Regions from separate parts of the Mus musculus genome. Here regions 1, 2, 3 and 5 are each linked to region 4. Evidence: chromatin contacts called from public Hi-C data. All regions are on one chromosome and are shown on one strand. The core of a region is the stretch at or near the end of the contact, and the rest is flanking DNA. Distances in the headings are between cores, read along the strand shown.

Region 1 (2,700 bases), core at 108-2,607, 310 kb before region 4:
TGTGCCTCTCCACCCGCTCTCCATCCTCCGGCAAAGCAGAGCGTGCTCACTGTTCCTAAGAACGAAATCAGTGCCAGGCCAGCAAGTGAAGAAAAGGGTGAAGGGCCTGCCACCCAGACAGCCTACACTTAGTCGCTAGGACCTATGTGATAGATTGAAAGAACCAACTGCCACAAGCTAGCTTCTTATACCACCCTCCCCTCCCACATATAAAATACATGTAACTAACATTTTTTAAGTAAGGTATAGTTTATTCAGTACTACCATCCAACATTTGATTCAAGCAGGCTACTGTGAGACGTGAGTGTCTTCTTATCAGGTTTTTTCGTTGTGGCTTCGAGGGTTGTTTGCTATTTCATCTAAATGAAGAAATCCTGGTCTACTAAAGTTCACCTTTGTGATGCCAGCATTTTGTGACATAGCAAGATGACCAAGCTTTGGCAGAAGAAGGGAGAAGCCTGCAACAGAAGTTCAGGAAGTTAGTGGCACACTTCCCTAAGAGAAGCCATTAATAATCACCACAAAGGATGAGTGAATGAATGAATGAATGACAACAAGCATCCCAGTTTGCAAAGGAAGCATTTCATTTCATTTCAGTGGTCATGTTTATCATAACCAGACTCGAGACACCACAGTACCAGTACAGACAACCACATTGCGCTTGCAGGGATTTCCCTTGCCAGGGCCAGCTATCTCTGTCCACTAGGCAGTCTCCTGTGGGTCAAAATCCTTTCAGTGGGGTAAACAGGGCATGAGCAGTGGGAAATGATAGCTCTGTTCTGGAAAGTTAAGGAGGTGGCATTTGAGCTTGTAAACCAGTGGCCACCTGAGTTATCTTTTTATGGAGACTAGATTTTTGACACACAGATAAGCTCAGCAGGACTTAGCAGTGACTTTTAAAAAACCAACCAAACAAACAAACAAAAAGGCACCAGGCTCTACAGCGTAGACCTCCTGTCTTTTCATAGCCCAGTAGCTTAATAGAGACTCAGGCACACTCATAGAAGCCAGTGTGGGGAGCCAGACCTGTTTTGAGCCATTTCAGGATAACCAGGAGTTTGAAAATGTCCCTTTGGTCTGTAAGTGTGTGCTCACATGATTCCTCTAAAAGGCCAGTGCATTAAATCTTTGCTTTGACAATTAGATCATCTTCAACCGTTTCCAGCCAGCAAGTGGTTTTCATTACTTTATTGGGGCGGGGTGTCTGTCTCTCTGTCTGTCTGTCTGTCTCTCATGTGTGTGTGTGTGTGTGTGTGTGTGTGTATACACATGTGTACAGTTTCTGTGTGGGTTGTTCTGAACAGACATCCAGATATTATTGCATCCCTTCAGCAGGTGGGATTGGAGAGCAGGGGAGGCCCTCCTCTGCATAGCCTGTGTGCTGTAGGTCTGCTGCTCTGTAGGGCCTGCTCCTCTCCTACAATCTTCTCTTGTTGCTCTTGTTGTCCCGATCTCTAGATTCCCAGAGATTCGCTTCCTGTTACAAGCTACTTGTTAGCATTCAGCTCTGAGTTGTCAATACTAACTGTTTAATTCCACACTTACCCGGACACCTGGAATGTTGATAATCAGGGGTTTGGGCAGCAAGGTGCTTTTGGGAAAGGAGCTTAGCAATTTCACATGTAGCTTCCTTCCTTAGATGGACACGTTATGTCAGAATCCAACTTGTGAGTGTTTGAAAGCAAGATTGAAAAGTCAGCCCATTTTCCTCCTCATGACTTCTGGAGGCAGCATGTATGTTGGGGGTTGGGGGGGGGGGGAGGCTGGAGCCTGGCTGTCTCCGAGTGTTGCGGGACTTCCCAGGTGTCAGGTGACAGCCCCAGGTGGGCTCTCCCACTTACCCCGTGCTGACCTTATCAGGTGTGCATTGTGGCTCCCATTTTATAGATCGGGAAGGTAAATATCAGAAAGGTTGATGATTTACTCAAAGCCACCTAGCTGATAAGTAGAAAGCAAAGTCATCACGGTGGCCCACTGGTCTGTCACTACCCGGTCTCCACTTCCTCTGCCCTCTTCTCCCCACCCTGATCCCCAGCTTTTTGTTTTCCTAAGTTCTTTTCCTTCCTCTCCTTTCCACTGTACCACTGCAGGCAGATGCCCTTAGCACATTCTTCACCCCCCCCCCCCACACACACACACACACTGGCAAGCCCTGTCTGGGCTCTGGGTAAGCTCAGTCCATGGGCAGAGAGCAAATGTAATCTCCCAAAGTATGAAGTCTGATCCTTGCAGTGTCTCTAGACTGAGGAAATGCCATCCACCGGGGAGGGGGAGGGGGTCCGTTTATTTTTTTTTTTTTGAGGTCTGAAAGTTCCATGAGGGCAGGGCCAGTCTGGTTTTGCCTATCACTATGTTCCTGGCTAGAACATTTCCCGTGGAAGACAGGCTGGGAATGCCATCTCAATACACTCAGATGAGACAGCCTGCATGAAGGGCCTGTGGCTTCCTTTTCCTCCATGCCCTTTCTCCTCCTGAGGCTTCCAAGTGGAAACATCTATGCCTGGTGTCACATCACAGTGGGACAGTGGGGTCCCGGTAAAGAGCAACTTAGAGTTGACCACGCTCTCATCAGTAGGTGTCACTGCCATCAGCCAGAATTATGGCAGGGGTGCTAGAGCTGTTGTCCGGTGGGCTAATTGCACTTGGTCTCCCTAAACTCCCTCTGGACCCCCTCACCAGACACAGTTCTCTTCTTATCTG
Region 2 (2,808 bases), core at 5-2,504, 490 kb before region 4:
CCTCTGAGAGAAGGTGAGAACCTGTCTATGCAGGTTTACTGAAAGCTTCGCTTCTGTGTCCCAACTCAAGTGGACCAGATTGGGCTCTCTGGCCAGGTGGCCTGAGTCTTGTCCTCTCCGAGCAGTGGCTTTGAATAAAGGGGCTTTTACTTTTACATAGGAACTGGTAGGACCTGGAAGAACCCATGTTCTAAAGAGCCCCTGCCTGTCTGCAAAGTCGATTTATTTGTAGAGAATATCTTCTCTGTGGGGTGTGTAGTCAGGCTGCTCTGCTCATGTCACGGACATCCAGCATAGGGGGGCATTTCTGTACACACCCACAGCATGGTATCCCACACACTCACTTGGACTATTTGCTTAAATTTGTAGGTCCTTTTTCAAATGTAAACTGAAATGCTGCTCTAAAGAGCCTCATATTCAAATATATCACTACCCTTTGTGAAAAATGAAACCAGAGCATATACTGTTTGGGTACAGGAAAGATTGTTTAGAAACCAATGGCTGCCTAGAGGTTGCATATTTAAGGTAACAGTCAATCTTTATTTTTCCCTATAGCAAACACAAAACAAAAACCAAAGCAAGACCTCCTATGTAAAAATTAAGGAAGGAGACTTCCTTCTGGCATCCCAGTAGGAAAAGGATGCTAAGGACTGAGCCGTGCATGGCCTGTCCTGCTGGGCGGATCTGATTTCCAGCTGGGTCAATTAGTATAAGATGCAGTCCACTGCTCAATGGATATTGGACCATATTTTGATACAAGACAATTTTTAAAGTTGCTCCTTTAATGAAGGAAAGCAAAGTATTGAAATAAAATGTTTAAATGTCAAAGGAAACTATCGTTCATGTATTAGTTCGTTCCTCTGGAGATACTAAGACAACAGTTGAATATTATGTGGTTAGCGGGATACGTGTTTTGGGTGCTAGGCTAGAACCAGTGGTGTTGAACATGGCAGGCACACACACACTTCAATACTGAGGGACACGGTCAACATTTTTGATCCATTTTCTGTGTCAATAAAGAAATGTATTTCAAATAAAGAACCATCTATTTCAGAATTTTTACACATTCATCCTAAAAGAACTCTAGTAAAAATGAAAATGAAAGAATTTTAATAGACATACAACATTTACTAAGTTGTTCCTGTGCATCCAATACCGTGTCGTAAGAATTTACACTGTTGGAGCTGGGGAGACAGTGCAGCAGGTAATGGAAGCTGAGAGACCAAGTGGCTTCTTTAGAATCTCATAATGGGCTTCACAGTCCCCTGATCTGTTTTGTTTGTCCCAAGCTCTGTGTAAATATCCCCCCCATCCGGCTTATCCCATCCAAATTTAAAGGAAAAACTAGGAGTGTTCCATGGATCCAGTGTCTGTCATAAGGGAACTTATTTATCTATAACATAGAACACCAGTCTTGGACAAATATCTTAGGGTCCCTTAAAAGTACCCATAACAAAACCCTACATGTTAAGGTAGTTGTTCCCAGGAAGCAGTTTATTAGGTCATCAATTACCTGGCCCTGTGTGACTAGAGGAAAGCCTCTGTCTCTCCTTGGCATTGCTGAATTCAAGGAAGACAATGCCAGCATTGTTGTGCTAGATAGGCTCCGCATGGAAGGTGTGGGTGGGGCTGGGCACTGTTGAAGGCATCCCACACTTAAATCCTCAGAAGCAGTTTGTTTTTGCAGTCTGCACTTGTTTGCTTATTTTATCTCTTTATCTTGAACGGAAAAACTCGAGGAGACTTGACATCATAAGAAGAGAATTGTCATTAAAGAAAGAGCCATCGTACTAATTGTAAACAGCCCAGGGAGTCCATTTGTAAAAGGAGCTTTAAGTCAATTAAATAAATAAATAAATAAATAGGAAATGGTCTCCACTGTTTAATGGGGCAATGACATGTATTTTAACCGGATTGCTGTGAAATGAAAACATTCCATTTCACCATGACATGAGACCAGTGAGGTGCTTTCCACACCAGTCATGCTTCTGGTTCATCCAGGGACGGAGTGCAGTCACACCAGTGGTGGAGTGCGCGGTGGGAATGGTCCTGGGCCTGAGGGAGCATGCCCTTAGCCCAAAGCATAAGGACTGGTGTTTTATACAGTCCCGCTAGCCAAAAAGCTATGATTGGAAGCCACGCTCAGCACAAAGCTCATTGCCTCCAGAGCAAGCGAGTCATGCCATGCCATGCAGTTTTCCCTGTGACACACAGTAGGCTCCTTGCCTTCCTCTGCTTTCGTGGTCAGTTCCCTACACCCAGTGACCCTGCAGGATTCTGGATGTACTACAGTGTAAGTTAACTGGGAAAATACCAAACAGTGGCCTCTGACTAGCTTCATTATTAGACATCAGAGAACAATGACATTTGCATGTGGAGTAAAGACTTGCATCCTGAACTCCCCACCCCCAAGGAAAGGAGACTTACAGATCTGCTAGAATTCTTAACTTGGGTGCAGCTAGTAGAGGGCAAACATAAAGCCAAGAAATGCAGAGTGTATGTCTCACTCTGCTGTCCATGTGGCTTTTTCCGGTTTTCTTGGAAGATTCTCCATATTTTCTATCAAAGCTCAAAAATAAAATTGGATGTTAGATGAGATACATCTAAAAATCTACTTGTTAAAAGGCCATTTAGCCCAATGGATCACTCATACTACATAATATCAACCAGAGATCTTTACTCCAGGAATCTATATTTCCTCTACCCTCTGTATCTTTTTCTTTCCCTAATTTGAGATGGATTTCTATCACTTGGAAATGAGCTGGAGAGCACACGTGACATGCACACCTGCTGCCTGTCACTCAGCAC
Region 3 (2,700 bases), core at 122-2,621, 340 kb after region 4:
AGCCCCTCCACAGGTAGAGGATTTGAAGTGTGGTCACATAGGTTCAAGACAGATCTCTATTTTTATGAGGTACCTAAAGGTTGGGGGACGTAGGCAATAAGCTTTCCTTCCCAGACACTCTTCCCTGCAAAAAGGTATTTAACCTCAGGTCCACCCTGAGAAGTGGGGTACACAGTCTTACTCATCCACTTTCCGCCATGACAATAAATGTCTTAAAACCATGGACTTCCTCTTTTCTTCATGATCCGCCTTGGGGAGCCATGGAGAAGGCCTTTGCCTACAGAGCGGCTGTCTAATCTGTAGAAGGCCTCTCTATGCTCCAAGCCAAGATCGAGCCCAAACTCAAGCCTACTTTTGCAGTCAAGCCAAGAACTTTCCTCGTGGGACCAGCTGGAGCTCCTCCTAACCCCACAACACACAAGCACACACACACACACACACACACACCGCCCTCGGGCCAGATCCAACCAGAGGGTCCCCACTCCATTCTCAGCTTTTCCAAGGCTTCCATAGGTGCCTGGGTGTCTGTGAGCCTGAGAACCAGACAGCCCCAGCCTTGGCCTCCTCACAGGCCTGGGGACCCTGAGCCTGCTCCAGCTCTCAGACTGCAATTCCCCACCTCCAGAGTTGTGTCCCTGGGCTGCCCTACAGCCCAGCCCTGTAGCAGAGCAGACTCGGGACCCCATAACCCTACGTGTGTGTGTGTGTGTGTGTGTGTGTGTGTGTGTGTGTGTGTGTGTGAAGATCTCATACTATATATAGTCCAGATTGACCTCAAACTCACAGTGATCCTCCTGCCTCAGCCTCTCAAGGGTTGGAACTACAGGTGTGTACCACCATACTCAGCTGAGGGGCAGTTTTTCCTTTTCTTATTCAGTGACAGATAAAAGCAACTGGGGGCAACTGAGATTTGTGTAACTCAGCGCTACTTCATTGCGATTTGAATGTGAAATGTCTTGCATAAACATCTGTATTCAGACGGGTCTCAGCAGGAGGCGTTTGGAGAGGTTATGGAACAACCAGACTGTGAGGTTTCGCTGGATGAAATCCATCTGGGGGGGGGGGGCTGGGGGGGGCCTTTGACGTGTTACAGCCAAGTTTCACTTTCTGTTCTTTCTGTGTTCTGCTTTGCAATGCCAGGAGCACTGAGCATGCGCAGCTACGATGTAGTCCCTGTAACCTCTGGATGGGTTAAACACTTTCTCTCTGCCTTTGTTTTTTTATCAGAGTATTTTATCACAGCAATGGAAGGAGATATCGGTCTTACAGATTGAGGACACCGAGGCTCAGAGAAACAGGTTAGGAGACCCGTCCATGGCCTCATGGCCTCTATCTGTACTTGAAATGGGCTACGCTTGCTTCCAGAGAGGCAGCAGGAGGAGAGCTATCCTTCAGGGTGGGGAGTGTCTGCTCTTCAGGCAAGCCTGAGAGGAAGAGGACATCGCAAGACTGCACGCAGGCTGGTGAGCTGCAGGGTGGGATAGAGAGTCAGGAGGACCTAGGGCGGGCTCCACATTGTCAGTGCTCAGCTCCCAGACTTCAACTGACTTTAAGACTCTGCCTCCAGCTTAGATGCAGTTGTTAAATAAATTATTGTATTGGTTAATGGCTGGATCCATCAGTCAATCAACTGGCTGATCAATCGGTTGGTTGACTTGGGGGTGCCATGGCACCTCTGTGGAGGTAAGAAAAGAACATATACTCTACTGTGTGGTCTCAGGTTATCAGCAAGCACCTTTGTCCACACAGCCACGTCCCTCGCCCAGATTCACTTTAATTCATGATAGCTGAATTGTCGACAGAAAACAAGCAAAACCCACAAAGGAAACATCCCCTGCAGATCAGACCAACTGTGACTGACGTTTCAGTAGAGGCTTCCGTAGTGGCAGCTGGAAGTGGAAGAATTCTGAACTCTGATGTTAAGAAAACACACTAAGGCTGGGCAGTGGTGGCGCACGCCTTTAATCCGAGCACTTGGGAGGCAGAGGCGGGCAGATTTCTGAGTTCGAGGCCAGCCTGCTCTACAGAGTGAGTTCCAGGACAGCCAGAGCTACACAGAGAAACCCTGTCTCAAAAAACAAACAAACAAACAAACAAACAAACAAACAACCCAAAAAACCCCACACTAAGTCCTGATCTTGGCTTTTGTGAATGTATGCATGCATGTGTGTTGTGGGATCCAACGACTGGACTCTCTCTGTACCCCAGGCTGGCCTTACTAGATGGGGATGCAGGCCTGGCATATTGCACTTTTTAAGGAAGTCTTAGTTCCTTGAACTCCCTGAGCCTCAGTGTGTTTGGTTGCAAAATGGGAACAGTAAGGACACCAGCCAGGAAGTGCAGTTGTAAATATTTCCTGAGGGTGAGGGGGAGCCTGGCGTGGCTTGTTCTCAGCAAATTGAAGTTAGGGTTTTATTATTGCTGCTGTGAGGTCATCTTGGTGATAGACAGCTCGGGACCTTTCTGTCCACACTGCTCCTGAGACCACAGGCATCATGTATTAGCCCCTCCTCCCTCTGCCTCCCCAGACCCCTGGGAAGGGCGGTGCCTGCTCTCTAGCGCCCCCAGGTGTTCATGATGGTAGTTCATGCACTTTGTTTTCTCCCTGTGCCTTCCTCTCGGCCAGAGATCTTGGGCTAAAGGATCAGGGCCAGGGAGTAAGTAAGAGCCTTGCCACAAACGGAGGGAAGGAGCGTTCTG
Region 4 (2,763 bases), core at 206-2,705:
GGGGGGGGGGGGGGAGAGCACACAGGGGGGAGGGGAGAGAGACGGGGTTTGTGGAAGGCACTTAGGAATATTTGAGATGTTTTTATTTTCTTTGTTTTCTGCTTCGGCCTCACCGTCTGCCCTGCCCCAATACAACATACACATGTACTTCACCGGCCAGAACTGCCCATTTCTTGAATGTATCCTGCTTATTAGCTCAACTCATCATTGTCCGGTTAATTTATGAGTTCTCCCTGACGGTTGCCTGATGAATATGGAGGTGCTGGCTGGGCCAGAGCTTTCTGGTTAAGCTCAGTCTCCCATTCAAAGGTGGGGCTTTTCACCCAGGTTGAGTGAGTGGACACCTGCTTGCTGTGTCTCTGAGCCCGTGGAACCAGAGGGTGGCTAGGAAGGCTAGAGTGGGATTCTGATCATACTGTGTTCGAAGCCCTCTCTAAGAGGCCTAAGGGATTAAAGCCTCAACTTTCCACTCACCTGCTGATGGGAAAGTGAGATCTTGGGTTCTAATGGTGATGCAGAGGAACTCAGAGGTGGACCTGAAGTAGGCCAGTGTGGAGAGCCAACCGTCTCTTACTTTAAAATGGATTAGCGAGGTGGGGAGTTTGCAGAGTCGAGGGCATCTTATGGCATCAAGCTGGGAGGGTGTTACAGGGGACACTGGCCCTGGCTCTGAAGCTCTGGGCTACGGAGACCCAGCTCACCACGTCTCCCTTTGTTCTCCCTCCCTCACAGTCGAACAAAGTACCGGTGGTGCAACACCCCCACCATGTCCACCCACTCACGCCTCTCATCACGTACAGCAATGAACACTTCACCCCGGGAAATCCACCTCCGCACTTACCAGCTGACGTAGACCCCAAAACAGGTAAGTTGGGGAACTCCGAAGGCCTCAGTCAGGAGCCTGGGCCAGGCATGATGGGTGAAATGGGATCGATGGGGCTCGGGGTGGGAGATGTTCAGATTCACACCTGGGAGCTCTTAGTGGGGCTCGCCTGGTATATGTGCTGGGCTGTGTCCCCCTTCCCTTTGGAGAGATCCACTTACAGGGATAAGATTTATATCTGCACCTTTGGAGTTGGCTGCTTGGGAAAGCTGGCCTTGGTACCTTCCTAAGCAAACTAGGTAGCAATGAGATTACATCATGATTTTGAAGGAGTCCGGACATTTGAGAGTGACTTATATTCTTAAGTGTATTCTTAAGGGACCACATCACCCGGAGTCTGTATTCCTTGCAGATCACTAGACCACTGTGCATTTTCTTCTCCCATTCCAATATCTCGGATGTTTATTGTGAGCCCATTTTACAGATGTACAAACTGAAGCCTAGGAAGGTTTCCTCATTTCATCCAGCAGTGTCATAAGCAGAGGCTGCACACTGCATTCAGTCTCTACACCTGTCAGGAAAAGCAGGTCTAGCTTATAGCGCCCTCTACGTAAGGATCTAGTATGGCAGGCAGCCTCTCTGAGCACTCTGTGTGGATGCTGGATGCAGCCTGGCAGTTTGACTGACTGGAGGAGGCGGCCAAGCCTGCCTGAGGCTCCGCCAAGTAACAAGGCTTCACTTGCAGCAGGCAGCATCTCATTTGAATAATGGTAGGCCAGGGAATAGCTTTTAAATGGTTATCGTAAACCATATGATTAACGTCTGAGGAGTGTTTATTTTCCTCTGCGAACATTCTTTCAAGTGTGCAAATGGCTCAGTGTAGGGTCCAAGCCCAGCTAATCTCTTTGCTTTCTGTAATAGAGAGAAAGCAATGTCTGCGTCAAAATGTCACCCGGGGAGACTTAATTTACAGATTAAAAGTTTCCTGAATGAATTTCTTGAAAATTGAGATAGTTTCCATCTCCGTCCTGCCCCTTCGATCTTGGGTGAGTTCTGACGCACTGTGTCCATTTGGCCTCCCCCTCGGACTGAGCGGCTGGGCAGAGCCATTGCTCTCGAGCTAAATTGCTCTCCGGACTCCTCTTCCTAAGGATGAATGACTAGACATGTGTCCTGTGCAGATAGGAAGTGAGCCGTGGTGTGTACTTTCAGCTTATTCTTCTACAGGCCTCCGGGAGGCTTGCAGCCCCTCTGGCCCATGGAATACCCAGTGAGCAAGTGAGGCTAGTGCCCACATATGCCTCGGCCCTCCAGGGAATCGTGGTCCAGAGCTGAACCCACCAAGCCCCCAGCTTCTTCTATCAGTTCAGTTCTGACTACTGGGGGACAGACACCACCTGACACTCGGTTTCTGCAGATTCTCTTCATGGGAGAATTGGCCAGCTTGAGGAGTCGGGTTTTTTGTAAGGAAATCAGGTCACACCTCTGTGACTCATAGTGAGTTACAAGGCTGCCTGTAATCACAGCACTTAGGAGGCTAAGAAGGCAAGAGGGCTGTGAGTTCAAAGTCAGTGTGGGCTGTATAGTTAAGACTCCTGTCTCAAAACATTAAATTTAATTATTTAAGCCTTACAGATCCGAAATATAGCTCTGACACAGGCAAGCCATCCGAAATAAAGGGTAACTGACCCAGTTCCAAAGCAAAAGGAGTTAATGATTATCAGTTGCTCACCTGAAATATGCCAGTCTTTTTAGATTTTTTTTTTTTGACTTGAAGTAATCACTTTAGTCATATGAGGCAAAAATACCCAAGATGGCGACTCCTTGGTCTCAATCAGTCAATCACTCCAGCCCATCTAGAATGAGCTAACTCACTGTTCAAACGGATCTGTAGGAAAATAAGAAGACTGGGACAGTCCTACCCCCGCACCCCTCCTCCC
Region 5 (2,807 bases), core at 150-2,649, 290 kb after region 4:
CCTATGATAAATTCACATAACCTATTTGCTCTTTAATTGCTTCCAATAACACACACAACATCTCAGAAAACAGACGCAGAGGCTCAGCTAGAAGGTGATGGAGGCTTCTAGAGTCCCAGTCATCACCCTACAAGACCCTTCGCAACAAAGTTTCATGAACTTGGCCTCCAGCGGCACATCCGAGATGCAGATTCCATGATGGAAGAGCTTTACTCTGTTTCCCTGGAGACTCTGGCTCAAAAGTTGCCAAATGAATGTTGATTTACAAGCGAGTAAGTGAGTAAGCTGTCCAGGATACACACCAAGAAGGGTTGCCTTGACAAAACTGCCTGTTAGGCTGTTAGATCCTGGTGTTGGAGGTTGGAAGAGCAGGGCTTCTGGCCTTGATGCCAGACAGTTGATGGAGCCCTCAGTGCCCAGACTGAGGCTCAAAGGCTGTGCTTCCTAATGCACCCCAGAGTTCCTTAGCTTTGTACAACAGCTGGCCAAAAGGCAGTTTCTTTAAAAAACTAAGTCAATCCAATGTAGGGTCCACATGGCCACTGAGTTGATGTTGTTGAGAGAGCTGGACTGTGGATATCCAGCCCTTCAAGCAGATGTTCTGGTTGGACCTCTTAATACTTCTTAATGCAGGGAAGACAGGTCAGGCCAAGGCAGCCCTGTGCCCTGCAGGCTGGCCCCCTGAGCACTGAGAAGATTCAGAAATGCTGCCATCTTGTGGCACCTCCAGGCCAGAGCAAGGTGGTCCCCAGCTCCATCCTTTAGCAAATCAAGCCCAGGTCTCTCTCTCTCTCTCTCTCTCTCTCTCTCTCTCTCTCTCTCTCTCTCTCTCTCTCTCTCTCTGTTCCTCTCCCATCTTTCCCCAGCTGGACATCAGCAGAGGAAAATTTGTGTGAACACAGTTTTGAATCTTTTACATTTATTTCCTGAAAAGAACACAAGAAAACCCTCTTTTAATTCTTAGGACTCTTCTGACAGCATGCTCTGTCAAAGTCTGCCAAGGAGAGGCTCTCACATCTAGGGCAACATCTTGGACCCAGCTCAGGAAAAAAGCAACAGAACCCAAACATGCCTACAGATCAGCCTGTCCTGATGAGGACTTGAGGCTCTAAGAATTCCAGATTGGACATGAGAATTCCTCTCAGCCTCTGAAAGCTTTGATCACAAACTGGATAATACCACACTAAAATATTGATCTGAAATGATTGTACCTGTTGGTTAGGGAGTCCAGATTGTGGTCCCTTGGGTTTCTAGATGGAGCTGGCACTTGATATGCCCAAGGAGACTGCATTGTGACAACATAACATTCGGATGCTTGTTCATCCTCAGCCTCTGGGTGTCTGCAGCATTCTAAATAAACAAAGTCCAGACAGGCGATCTGTCAGTGTGACTCAGGGCTGCAGGGTTGCACACTCGCAATCACAGAGCCATGAATGAGCAGGTCTGCCCACCCACTCCTGCTCTGCCCGCCCATGGAGGCTGCCTTGGGTAAAACCATCAAGGTGTGGAAATTGAACTTGGTACACACAGTCTCAACCCCCACCCCCACTCCCCAGCTCTCCTAGAAGTTATAGATCCACAGGGACCAGGTCTCTAAAGGAAGGGGTTGGGAAACAGGATGATAAATTATGACAGAAACAGAAAACTGGAAAGCCGGACGTGATTGTGTCATCTGTAATCCCAGCATGAATGCTGCTGAAGCAAGAGGACTGGCGCCAGTCCGAGGCCAGCCTGGGCTACAGACTGAGACTGCTTCCAAAAGAGAATGGGAAATGCTGTGAATATTACTGGAGGGAAAGAATAGGAAGGAGGGAGAAAAAGAAAAGGAAAAAGAAACCCAGATTGGACCCTGTGAGGGCCTTCTGCGCACTGAACTGAAAATATGAGCATTTGAGCTTAGGGGCAAGGGACAATTCATCCAAACGCTTGCTAGTCTACCCAGCGAAATAATCAGATTGAACCTGACAACCACAGTTATGTAACACAAAAGAGAGCCTGGGACTAAGAAAAATGGGGTATCAAACTGCTTACTTAGTTTCCCCCGGGGGTCAACAGCAGGGTCCAAGAACTCTACTTCTTTAGGCATGAAGCAGATGCTAGATACAAAAATTAGAGACCTCTCCTGAAACATTGCCCCAGGCCTGCTGGGCCCATAGCTCAAAAAGGGAGAAACTCAAAAGGGTGCCCGGTCCCGAGTGTCAGAGCGGGGTCCACAGCGCACATGTAGCTGGTCCGGGGCTTCCTGTGGTTAGCTCTGGAGTTTATATAGGCTGTCTGTTTCTCCCATCCCCATATCCCCAGGAAGAACACTACATCTTCCAGGAAAGCCGGCTGTGGGTTACGGAACATCCTTCCGGAAGATAGAATGAAGCAGCTAGTACTAGAGGACAGGAGTAAAGAGAATGAACACCCTCCTCCAGACACAGCTCCTCCCACTCCGGTTGTGGTTAGATTGACCAATGACTTTGCGCAGAAATGACCCATGTGCCTTTCACATCTGAAGCTAGACATCCGAAATTCTTTCCTCGGCTGTTTGAAATTCGGACTATTTGATATGATGGTAGCTCCATCAGTCTACTTGGCTCCATGATTCCCGCTACCAATATGGGATGGACTTGGAGTATGTCCACAAATAAAAACCGAGAAAAAGCGTTATGTTTCTTAGGGTGTGTTCCCGCACTGGGAAGCTGTTGTTTCGTTAGCACGACTTAGTCTGTCTTGGCTGGTACAATGGACTTGGTTCAGATAAGTAATTCTGGTACGAGTTTGAAACAGTCACTTCCTGTCTCTGGACTTCATTTGGCTAT

What was found. A called contact is a pair of places that touch in the nucleus more often than the background predicts.
Region 1: a contact with region 4 is called in a Hi-C map of the N1E-115 cell line, with 2.6 times the contacts expected there. The contact joins two enhancer-like sites. A contact is called at or near these places in 3 of 484 Hi-C or Micro-C datasets (the N1E-115 cell line, embryonic stem cells and myocytes), 10 of 115 datasets of contacts at active chromatin or transcription factors (astrocytes, embryonic basal ganglia, embryonic fibroblasts and 6 more) and 4 of 9 other capture datasets (adipose tissue, embryonic stem cells, liver and 1 more).
Region 2: a Hi-C map of the N1E-115 cell line shows a contact between it and region 4, with 4 times the contacts expected there. The contact joins two enhancer-like sites. A contact is called at or near these places in 1 of 39 promoter capture datasets (cancer-associated fibroblasts), 2 of 15 datasets of contacts at CTCF or cohesin (large pre-B cells and pro-B cells), 57 of 484 Hi-C or Micro-C datasets (B cells, the C2C12 cell line, DN3 thymocytes and 30 more), 16 of 115 datasets of contacts at active chromatin or transcription factors (astrocytes, bone marrow-derived dendritic cells, craniofacial prominence and 10 more) and 4 of 9 other capture datasets (adipose tissue, liver, macrophages and 1 more).
Region 3: a contact with region 4 is called in a Hi-C map of the N1E-115 cell line, with 4 times the contacts expected there. The contact joins two enhancer-like sites. A contact is called at or near these places in 1 of 39 promoter capture datasets (cancer-associated fibroblasts), 1 of 15 datasets of contacts at CTCF or cohesin (the NIH/3T3 cell line), 22 of 484 Hi-C or Micro-C datasets (the C2C12 cell line, the N1E-115 cell line, adipose-derived mesenchymal stem cells and 13 more) and 5 of 115 datasets of contacts at active chromatin or transcription factors (astrocytes, embryonic basal ganglia, embryonic forebrain and 2 more).
Region 5: a contact with region 4 is called in a Hi-C map of the N1E-115 cell line, with 5 times the contacts expected there. The contact joins two enhancer-like sites. A contact is called at or near these places in 1 of 15 datasets of contacts at CTCF or cohesin (the NIH/3T3 cell line), 9 of 484 Hi-C or Micro-C datasets (B cells, the G1E-ER4 cell line, the N1E-115 cell line and 5 more), 3 of 115 datasets of contacts at active chromatin or transcription factors (embryonic basal ganglia, embryonic forebrain and embryonic midbrain) and 2 of 9 other capture datasets (adipose tissue and liver).

Annotation. Positions count from the first base shown.
Region 1 is chr19:55,594,249-55,596,948 of GRCm38.p6, forward strand. All of the region lies in intron 7 of Vti1a (vesicle transport through interaction with t-SNAREs 1A), which reads left to right. Among named protein-coding and RNA genes, the nearest start is that of Gm41871, 110 kb to the right of the region's middle. Within about 2 kb of position 1,358, at least 46 of the 459 cell types and tissues checked have an H3K27ac peak or open chromatin away from gene starts, as enhancers often do. A contact at or near this core is called in the N1E-115 cell line, where this site is marked.
Region 2 is chr19:55,417,372-55,420,179 of GRCm38.p6, forward strand. All of the region lies in intron 5 of Vti1a (vesicle transport through interaction with t-SNAREs 1A), which reads left to right. Among named protein-coding and RNA genes, the nearest start is that of Vti1a, 100 kb to the left of the region's middle. Within about 2 kb of position 1,255, at least 14 of the 459 cell types and tissues checked have an H3K27ac peak or open chromatin away from gene starts, as enhancers often do. A contact at or near this core is called in the N1E-115 cell line, where this site is marked.
Region 3 is chr19:56,252,385-56,255,084 of GRCm38.p6, forward strand. No RefSeq gene overlaps it. Among named protein-coding and RNA genes, the nearest start is that of Gm32144, 13 kb to the right of the region's middle. Within about 2 kb of position 1,372, at least 26 of the 459 cell types and tissues checked have an H3K27ac peak or open chromatin away from gene starts, as enhancers often do. A contact at or near this core is called in the N1E-115 cell line, where this site is marked.
Region 4 is chr19:55,907,691-55,910,453 of GRCm38.p6, forward strand. Tcf7l2 (transcription factor 7 like 2, T cell specific, HMG box) reads left to right here. Exons shown (of 15, transcript NM_001331146.1): 6 at 733-865. Among named protein-coding and RNA genes, the nearest start is that of Gm52391, 29 kb to the right of the region's middle. Within about 2 kb of position 1,456, at least 9 of the 459 cell types and tissues checked have an H3K27ac peak or open chromatin away from gene starts, as enhancers often do. A contact at or near this core is called in the N1E-115 cell line, where this site is marked.
Region 5 is chr19:56,201,257-56,204,063 of GRCm38.p6, forward strand. No RefSeq gene overlaps it. Among named protein-coding and RNA genes, the nearest start is that of Gm32028, 25 kb to the left of the region's middle. Within about 2 kb of position 1,400, at least 28 of the 459 cell types and tissues checked have an H3K27ac peak or open chromatin away from gene starts, as enhancers often do. A contact at or near this core is called in the N1E-115 cell line, where this site is marked.